Regions from separate parts of the Clupea harengus genome. Here region 2 is linked to region 1. Evidence: chromatin contacts called from public Hi-C data. All regions are on one chromosome and are shown on one strand. The core of a region is the stretch at or near the end of the contact, and the rest is flanking DNA. Distances in the headings are between cores, read along the strand shown. Region 1 overlaps znrf2b (E3 ubiquitin-protein ligase znrf2). Region 2 holds the start of znrf2b (E3 ubiquitin-protein ligase znrf2).

The links. Hi-C and Micro-C count contacts between places; a contact is called where the count stands out from the background.
Region 2: a Hi-C map of head shows a contact between it and region 1, with 6 times the contacts expected there. The contact joins the promoter of znrf2b here to the enhancer-like site in region 1. A contact is called at or near these places in 2 of 2 Hi-C or Micro-C datasets (head and muscle).

The regions. Positions count from the first base shown.
Region 1 is chr11:16,486,872-16,491,742 of Ch_v2.0.2, forward strand. It overlaps znrf2b (E3 ubiquitin-protein ligase znrf2), which reads right to left. Exons shown (of 5, transcript XM_012838748.3): 3 at 2,576-2,681; 4 at 2,137-2,217; 5 at 1,283-1,768. The coding sequence ends at 2,160. Among protein-coding and RNA genes, the nearest start is that of nod1, 15 kb to the left of the region's middle. Within about 2 kb of position 3,025, the one cell type or tissue checked has open chromatin away from gene starts, as enhancers often do.
Region 2 is chr11:16,570,098-16,574,968 of Ch_v2.0.2, forward strand. It overlaps znrf2b (E3 ubiquitin-protein ligase znrf2), which reads right to left and starts at 2,117. Exons shown (of 5, transcript XM_012838748.3): 1 at 940-2,117. The coding sequence starts at 1,348.

The DNA.
Region 1 (4,871 bases), core at 1,775-4,274:
TAGGTCCCTTAGCACTGCCTGGCTTCAGCCAGGAATCATGCTCCAGGTAGCTATTGCTACAGACTCAGAGAGAGAGAGAAAGAGAGAGAGAGAGAGAGAGAGAGAGAGAGAGAGAGAGAGAGAGAGAGAGAGAGAGAGACGGGGGGGCGGGCTTCACCATTCAACAAAGAGTGAAAGAGACAGAGAGAGAGGGGGAAAGCCTTCCCCATCCAAAAGAGATAGAAAGGCAGAGAGAGAGGGGGGGAGGGGCTTTGACATCCAAGAGAAAGAGAAAGAGAGCGGATAAAGAAAGAAAGAAAGAAAGAGAAAAGGGAACGGGAGCTCCCATAGGCCAATGTTTCTTTAATGGACAGTCTGTTCATCTCCTGTCAGGACATTTGGACGGGAAGGGAGGAGAGAGAGGATGGAGTGAGAGAGAGAGAGAGAGAGAGAGAGAGAGAGAGAGAGGCAAGATGGCAAGAACAGTTTCTTCACTTATGGAAGTGAACGTGGGGCACTTATTAATCTTCACATGTCAAAGAAAGGGAAGGAAATGAGAGAGAGAGAGAAAGAGAGAGAGAGAGAGAGAGAGAGAGAGAGTGAGAAAGACAGAGAAAGGGAAGGAAGAGTGGGAGAGGACTGCAGACTGGTGGGAAAGGGTGGAGTGGGGTGTTTGAGGGTGCGGTAACAGATTGGTGGGGTGGGGTGGGTTGGGTCACATTCAGCCATGAGACTGTCTCTTCTGACATCTGCACAGAGGGAATACATGACAGAAGCTGACTTAAGGCTGGGCACGACCACGTGCTGCAGCCTCTCCATCACTAGAGGAGTCGCCCCAGCCCTGTGCTCTGGGGTCAAGGGTCAAGGAGTTAAAGGTCAGCCACAGCCACAGCCACAGCAGCAGCAACTCAGGCCCTGTGGATCCCAACGTAAAGGCACTGGTAGACGCAGCTGGTGTCACCGAGGAGGAGGAGGCGGAAGAGGAAGAGGAGACTGAGGAAGAAAAGCTTCAGGCAATCCCCCTCAACTCCCTTCCCTCTGCTCCCAACCCGCCCCTCTTCCCATCAACACCACGCCTGTTGAGTGACGGTCCCAGTGTACAATCAGGCGGGAGAAATCTCAGATCTGCTGTCCAGCTGGAGGCAGAGTAGCCAATCACAGGTGCTCTGTCTATGAGGTGAAGTCAGTGATAGGCCGCTCTGGCCGTCTGAGGGTGGCACTTGAAAAATTCAAATCTATGGTCACCCGTAATGGTGGCGTGGTGGTTGAAGACTGGTTGATTCCTCTTCTCTTCTCTTTTCTTCTCCTCTTCTCTTCTCAGATCAACTCTTGTGCAGTAGAGATGTTTCATTTCACTCCAGGAGAGAGAACCTCCAGTCAGACACCGGTCTCCTCAGAGTTAGATCAACATGGAGGCCCCCGTCACGTCATATCAGGAAAGGAGACGCGAGGTCCTCGAGCGAGAGCTGGAGTCCAACAGCATAGATAGGTGTGTGTGTGTTTGTTTCCCTGAAGATTACTTGAGAGAGTTTTTGGCACAGAGGAAGGTGGAAGGTTGTTCTAACAGTGACAAGTGAAAAAGCAGAGAGAGAGAAAAAGAGACATGGGGAGAGAGGTTGCTACGGAAGAGAGGAGTGGAGGGTGGAGGCCGACTCCACCTCTGCCAGGTACACGGCTGCGGTCACAGTGTCACAGCAGTCTGAAGGGGCGGCAGGCCGAGGGGAAAGGGATTCACATTGCTATCTGTTACAGGAGCAGATCGCTCTGTCTGCACCAGGAAGTTCAGGACCTAGGACAAGAGAGGAACATGAATGAATAGATAGACAAGATTTATACACAGAAACACACACACAGAGAAACACACACACACAGAAACACAGAAACACACACACACACACACACACACACACACACACACACACACACAGAAACACACACACACAGAAATGCAGAAACGCACAAACACACACACACAAAACCACAAAATCACTTGTGCAGGAAAGGAGAAGTAACATGTCTCAGCAACCTTTAAAACTAGTTTCAAAAGAGCTGCAGCTTTCCGTTTTCTGCAGTTTTGTGATTATGCAAGCAGCTGGGCACCCTCCTTCCTCTTTTTCTCTGACCATGGGAGCCCAGACACCAGTGCTGCCAGCTCACCTGTGCAAAAGAGCAGCGGCTCCTCAGTCAGAGGGGTGCTCCGGACATGACCTGTTTACCTCGAACCATTCGTCAATGCACCTGACCAGGAGAACAAAGGCAGGGAGAAAAGGTCAGAAGGGAGAATAGGTCACACACACACACACACAAACACACACACACAAACATTGTCATCTACCATCTACCATCATCTACAGTGGAGATCTTCTGGAGATTTTTTAGGTTTTTCTTCATAATAATTACTTGTAGGCAATGACTCAGAACACATCTATGTGCCAAGCTGAAATTTAGTATATTCAATATTATTACTTCGTAATTATGCTGGCTGAATAATGGAACTGTTTGACTTTCCTCCAAAATGACAGGAGAGAGACAAGAGAAAGAGGGGTCTGAGACTGAATCAGACTGATGAGAGGGAGCGTGAGCGTGAGCTCCTCACCCTTTGTGGTAGATGCAGAGGCAGGGCAGGCGGGCGATGGTGTCCCCTTGCACCAGCTCCTCCAGGCAGATTGCACACTCTCCAGCGTCCTTGCTGAGAACATCCTCTGAAAGAGGAAAAAGAGAGTTAGGATTGGACTTATATCATATATACCATAAAGAGGGACCATAAAAGTGCAACAGAGCCTGAGCCTTGATGGGAAACACAGTTCAGCTTCTTGAGATGGAACTGCAGTAAATCAGAATGAGAAGGAAATGGAAGAAAGAAACATTCATTCACATTTTTTCTCAAATGAATGCATGTCTGAAAGGTAACTAAATGTTCTGTCATTGTGACTGAGGTTTTCACATAAACTGGCAGACATTCGCCAGCAGGGGGCACTCTTCATTCACACACACGGGCATTCTGAGAGCAGGCCGAGGCCTTGGGAGATTCCTTGAAATGTGATGAGCTCACTCTGCTCGTGTTTAGCATGGAGGAGGGAGAGGCTGAGCACTGTGCTATTGTCCACAAAGCACAGAAACAAAAGAACCCCTTCTGCACAGCCTTCCCCCCCCCCAACCTACAGTCCCAACAGCACAAAGCCAACATGGGTGGGGTGAGTGTGCATTTAGCATTACCCAGACCACCTCACTTTTCCCCTCCATTTCTCACTCATGTGCCACTGATAAACCAGATCGAGAGGACGGTTACTTGGGCAAGGAGACTGGTGCATCTTCCTGAGGACACATGAGGACACGTCTCCCAGAGTGCCCACAGAGGACAACGCGGTCTTTTGAAGACCACAACTAATCCTTCTCGCTGTGGGCTTTCAAGAGCCGCCATTCAAACTCCGTCAAAGACAGTAGGGCTGGGGGGGGTGGGGGGGCTGGGGGTAGACGGGGAGGTTCTACCGAAGCTGAGTAATAACGAGGGGAGAGAGAGGAGTGTGTGTCTGTGTGTGTGTGTATGTTTGTGTGTGTATGTTTGTGTGTGTGTGTGTGTGTGTGTGTGCCCAGCCTGGCTGGCAGATTGAGGTCAGGAGAGGGTGCTTAGTACTCCCCCATCGCCCCCCAATCCCTTTCTCAAGCTCAGCACCGGAGTCCTGCAACACCACTGAAACACAGGCAGGGGCTCTCGGCTCTGTCCCCTTGGCTCCCTTTAGCTCCAGAGGCCCTCCAGCCAGTCCACACTCTGAGTGCTGGACAAAGCACTGAGGCAAATCACTTGAGACGAGGACAGCGTAATGCAGGGACCGTCCCTGGAGGAGTGGACTCAAATATGGAGTGTGTAGGGTGACACGTCATCCTGAAGCATGGTCTACAGCCCCGGAGGTTTTATAAATAGGCCTGGATATTATTTTTTTTACAAACATAAGAATACAAATAAATAGCCCCGGATTCATTTATTCACCTGTCATTTCAATTACTATGCGTTAAAGCCAGTTAGAAAAATACGATATCGTTGATCAAAAACGCTGCAGATCTAGCTACTCCACTAAGGCGAGACTTGAAGATGATGGATATAAGAAGCTCTTTCAAGAAGAAAAAGGCTAAGGCAAAGAGGCAGTGGCAGGGCTAGAGGGGGGGGGGGCGAGGGGAGGGAGAGTTATCTCCTGTTGCTGACCATTTGGGCAGATAAAAGGGATTTAAATGATGAGATTGTTTAGACTCAACTTTAATATCTCACAGTTTAAAATCGATCTCCAGATCACTCTTTGTAGGCCTATCTTAACCTCGATTTACCAAACAAAGGCTAACACATTTTATGATGTTCACACAGTATGATTGTTACGATACCATCAACTTAAAGAAATGGCAAACATAACATAAACGAGCCAAGAGAAATGGTGACGGTGAAATGTGATATATTTATTGACAACTCAAGAATTAAGGCAAGAACATGGTGGTGGCGAAAATAACGAATAACAAAAGAGAAAGCAAACCCTCACACAGTCTGCGTAGAAATCAAAAGGGGGATCTAAACTCCCGTTCAAACAAAAGGACATAGGAGTGTGGTGAGTCTTCCGGGAATCTCCCTACTCTGAACCTAAACAAAGCTTAAAGCGTGCCAAAAACACACCACCAGACACCACCAGTTCTATAATAAACATAAAGTAAAATATTAACTTTACACTAAACCCAACCGGGTAGATCGCGTCAAACTAACGATCGCAACAAACAATGACTAAAGCAGGGCGCCAGCGGAGCACCGTGCAGCAGGCCCTAAGCAGAGTCCGACCGGAAGCGGAGACGGGGTGTGGCTGGAATGAAAGGGTGAGAGCCAGCGAGCCAGAGAGCCAGAGAGAGTGATGGAA
Region 2 (4,871 bases), core at 867-3,366, 82 kb after region 1:
CTGCCCACAGGGCGCCTCAGGCAGGGCATATATAGCCTTTGCACGGCCCTCTCCAGCTGATTCCTCTCATCCAGTAAGAGCACAGTGGTGGCTTTCATGGTTATTAAAGAGGGAACTGTTAGTGTGTGTGTGTGTGTGTGTGTGTGTGTGTGTGTGTGTGTGTGTGTGTGTGTGTGTGTGTGTGTCTGTGTGTGTGTCTGTGTGGAGGGGGCACGAGTCCACCCCTACCTGCATGGCAATGTTTAGTACAGTTTCACCTTTACCTGCCAAGACCAAGGGGAAGTTCCTTCATCAATACTGCCAATCCTGCCGCCACTTGTGGGAGTGAAGAGGTAAACACCTCCAGCAGGCATCACACAGAAACAAAGGGATGCATAGTAGTCACCCAATCTAAACTAATCTGGTGCATTCCTAGACTCGAGTAATCCCACCAGGGTTGGCAGAGTAGGCATGGCAAACCATGGCACTCCGTTAGCGACTCTAATCAAGGTTAGCCTGGTCACATCTATCTTACTGAGCAGGACAGATGCTGGTGGGGACTCTCACTGTTGCAATGGTTGCAGGATTGGACTTTTATGTTTGCACATTTTACATACTTTGTTTTGTTTTGTTTTATTTTGAGTCTGGTTTACTGGTGATGGTGATGAGGGACAGGTATTGGGCATATGAAATAATGTATTACTACTAGATGAGATGTCATTGTGCTACTGACAGGCACAACTGTTGCGTCAACTCACCACTTAACCCGAGTCAATCTCAACAGCAGTCATTTAGGGCCAAGCCATTATTCAGGTACGTTTTGACAGCCACCCACAGGTCTGGTTTCCATATGATGGGCATGCCATACCTGCTTTCTAAAACAACCTTCATACCAAACTCCAAATAGCGCTCTGCATGTTTTTTTATCTGAGCTGTTTTGTTTAGCCAACGTTTCCTTACCTCCGAACAGATGAGGCGAGAGGTGTGCCGGTAGAGATCCGATCAACAACCGGGGACCTCCGTGAACCGCGCCTGACCTGTCGCTGTCTCCGCCGCTCTCCTCCGGAGTACTGCTGCCAGATTCATGCGAGCTGTACGCCCTGCTGCTGGGTATGTTGATGCCAGACTGAGGTCTGGTCCCCGACCCGCCTCCGCTGCCCCCGACAGAGCGCGTGCGGGAGCCAATGTGGTGAGACGAGGCGGCAGTGGCACCTGAGGCTCCGTGAGCCGTGCCGCCGTACGCGTACCTCATACCCATGGCTGCAGTCCGGCTGTTTCCGTTACTAGTTGATGTGCTTGATGGCAGATCCGATCCCGAGTAAGCCCTCATCCGTCCGTTGGCGGCAGGGCTGCTCTGTTTGGCTCCCATGCCGACTGCTGTCAAGCCAACTCTTCCACGGATTTACTTTTTAATTATTAAAGGGCTCAACCGGTGAGGCGGCTGGGAAAGAGTTGTGCTAAGAAATAACACTTTCGAGGGAAATTTGACTTGTGACAAAGTATCAACAACAACAGCATAGAAAAAAACCACGAGTCCCAATGACACTGGCAACGCCAAGAAGACAAGCACAAAATTAAAACAAACTGACAGCTACAAAGTATCAGGTCCAAATGGATTCGACACAGATAGAAACAAAGAAAATGATGCACGAAAAACTTTGCTTTTCTAAACGAATTCAAAAGCTCCGTAAGATTTCTGTGCGTGCTAGTTGTTGCTGCCTTCCAGCTGGTGGAGCTTCACTCGTCTCCCTTCTTGTTTTGGCTTCATGTGCTTTGGCTGTTGTTTTCTAACTAACGTCCGCTCCGCCATACCGCCTCTTTACCCCGTGAAAGTGGAGAGCCTCGCTCCCCACGCTTCTCTCTCAGCCGACGACTGACACAGAAACTGCTCAAATGGAGGAAGTACAAGTGGGTAAAGGGGAGGACAGTTGCAAAAATTGCCCTGACCACCGACAGGAGACGTGCAGCGCTGCCGCGTTGCCTAGCTAGGGACTCGGGGGCGGACCAATTTCGTTGTGCGTCTGGTGACGTCAGCACGGGGAAGGCACGGACGAGGCGGCATGAACTGCCATAACAACACGCCTATGGGCGCACTGAGCGGTAAGACCATGCGGACGGATTCTGACAGTTCGGCGAGAATGTAACACGAGAGTTCTGGATGGTATGGTGTGTCGTTTGTCAGGCAATGCAGCACTCAGAAAACAAGTGTTTCAGCTGTTTCATTCAACAGGGTGTTTGTGTGTATGTAACATTAAAATGTGCAAAGTGTGTCTGTATACATGTATGTATCTGGACATTAGACCATCAGTGCATTCATTTGAACATTCACATCCTTGCAAATCTCTCTCTCTCTCTCTCTGTGTGTGTGTGTGTATGTGTGCGTGTGTGTGTGTGTGTGTGTGTGTGTGTGCGTGCGTGTGTGTGTGTGTGTGTGTGTGTGTGCGTATGTGTGTGTGTGTGTGTGATGGCCTTGAAGATAAATGTGGTAGCACCCTAGTGCTGTCTATTCCGCCAGCTTCAAAGCATGCTGAGAACACAATGAATTCACTCCTATAAGCTCAATAGAGGAAATGCCTCTTGAAAGGCCAGTAATTAAAGAGGCAAAGAAGTTTTACTAGCTCAACAGACACTCTCTGACCAAGGCTTTTCATCTTCATTCAGACCACACACACTTTACTCTGCCAAGCTGAATCGTAATTGTACACCCATCACCCAACACACTGCACACTGCACACTGAACCTAATGTGAATGTGAATGCAGTGCATTCTTAATTACCCTTTTTATATTCTTCGAAGGAAACATTCCCAGACCTTCGTGAGCTATAAATGTGAACACAACGACTCTCACCGTGAGACTCAGATGGGCAGAATGGCTTGAATGGCTCAGAGAGGAATGTTTAAAAATTATATTTTACTACATCATTGAAAATCAGGGGCCAATAACACGATCTCTACAAACAGCGAGGAGAGCAGACTGGAGTTCTGAAAGCACTTCCTTCACTATGGTGTGATACACACAAGTGAAACATGTCTGTGGTTTCCTGTTTCTCATAGTATTCAACATAAAGCTTCAAGACTATTAAGAGAGGAGGATAAAATTCAGAAATGTATAGAAATATATGTTCTCATGAATGGACCCTGTGTAAGTGTGTGTATGGTTGGCTGTCAGAATGTACGCTTTGCTGTGTACATAGGGAGTACCCTCCAACAGTCCATGTTCATACACACACAGACACTGACACACACACACACACACACACACACACACACACACACACACACACACACACACACACACACACACACACACACACACACACACACACACACACACACACACATTCAGAGACACACAACTCGCCATGTGGAGTTTTCTGTAGCTTGCACTCTTGCTAACACTCGACAAAAGCTCACCCAACAAGCATCGAGTGTTGTTGAAAAATTGATCACCTGTTCGCCCAGTAGCCAATGCCTGAGAGCTTGCATATGGCCGCAGCATATGGCCCATCCTCCATCTCCCCCTCTCAGAGCGAGCGCCTGTGCACCAGAGCCAACACTCCTGCAACGGGGTGTGTACTGCTGTCCTGTGGAATGATGCAGCTTTTGAGTCCATTTGGAATCTTGCAGTGTCTGATGCGTTTGCTGGTAATGTGTGTGTGTGTGTGTGTGTATGTCGTGTGTGTGTGTGTGTGTGTGTGTGTGTGTGTGTGTGGAGTCCACAAGGGCACAGGGGTGTTCAGCAGTGGCTTGGCTACATTCCTATTTTTATAGCAAGCATGCCTCCTGTTTGGGCATAATCTTTCTCCTGACACACACACACACACACACACACACACACACACACACACACACACACACAGCTGTGTTACCACAAACTAATTACTGTACTTTTCCATTGACAGCATGGAAAAGCTGCATCACTGCAAACATCAAACAGTCACAGCAGGTGAAGATGGTCCAATAAAAGCAAAATGGTGTAAATCTCTTTTTCTGTGTGTGTGTGTGTGTGTGTGTGTGTGTGTGTGTGTTACAGCCTGCCTGATTTATGCTCAGACATTCTCCCTGTATCATGTGCTTATATCTTGTCTCACCACACACTGTTTATAGAAGCCGGGGGCAGTGCTCAGAAAGGGAGCATGTATGGGCAAATGTCTTAGTATTCTGTGTGTTAGTGTGTATGCTTGAGTGTATGTGTGTATGTGTGTATGTGTGTGTCTGTGTCTGTTACAGCCGAACTTGCACTAACGGTAACGTAAATGAGGAGACACACACAGATCGGTTGTTGTTGAACAATAGGGGTATGTTTATAAAACATAACGAATTAGGGTAAACAACAGACGAGACATAAAGTGGGAATGACGAACCCTAAAGCTGGGGGGACTGATATTCACAAAGTGGGAATGATGAACCCTAAAGATGGGTGGACTGATATTCACAAAGACTCCTGCGCCTAAAACACGGCTGTACTTCTCTTGGCTAGTCTCTTGGCTGTATACGCCCCTGTAGGAGTGGACCCACAATCCTTTAAAAAAGCGTCCTGACTTTTACCTTTATCTTTTATAGGGCAGGTAGGCCTATGACAGGAGTGTCTCACCTGTAATTAGAGAAGTAACGAAGAGGCACAGGGCGACCAGTAGGGGTCACCAAAGCATAGACTCAACAACAAACGGCGGCCAGAGGTGTGATGTTGTAACCGTGTCCCTGCTGTGTGTGTACCATGCATGGAAATGTATGTGGATTAATGTGTTTGTACCATGCATGGAAATGCATGTGGATTAATGTGTATGCGCTATGCAGACATGTGTTGCCCTTCTGTTACGTGTGAAACAGGATGGTGTCATTAGACTTGGTCGTCATCTCATGCATAGCATAGCATAGCAAATTCACAAGCA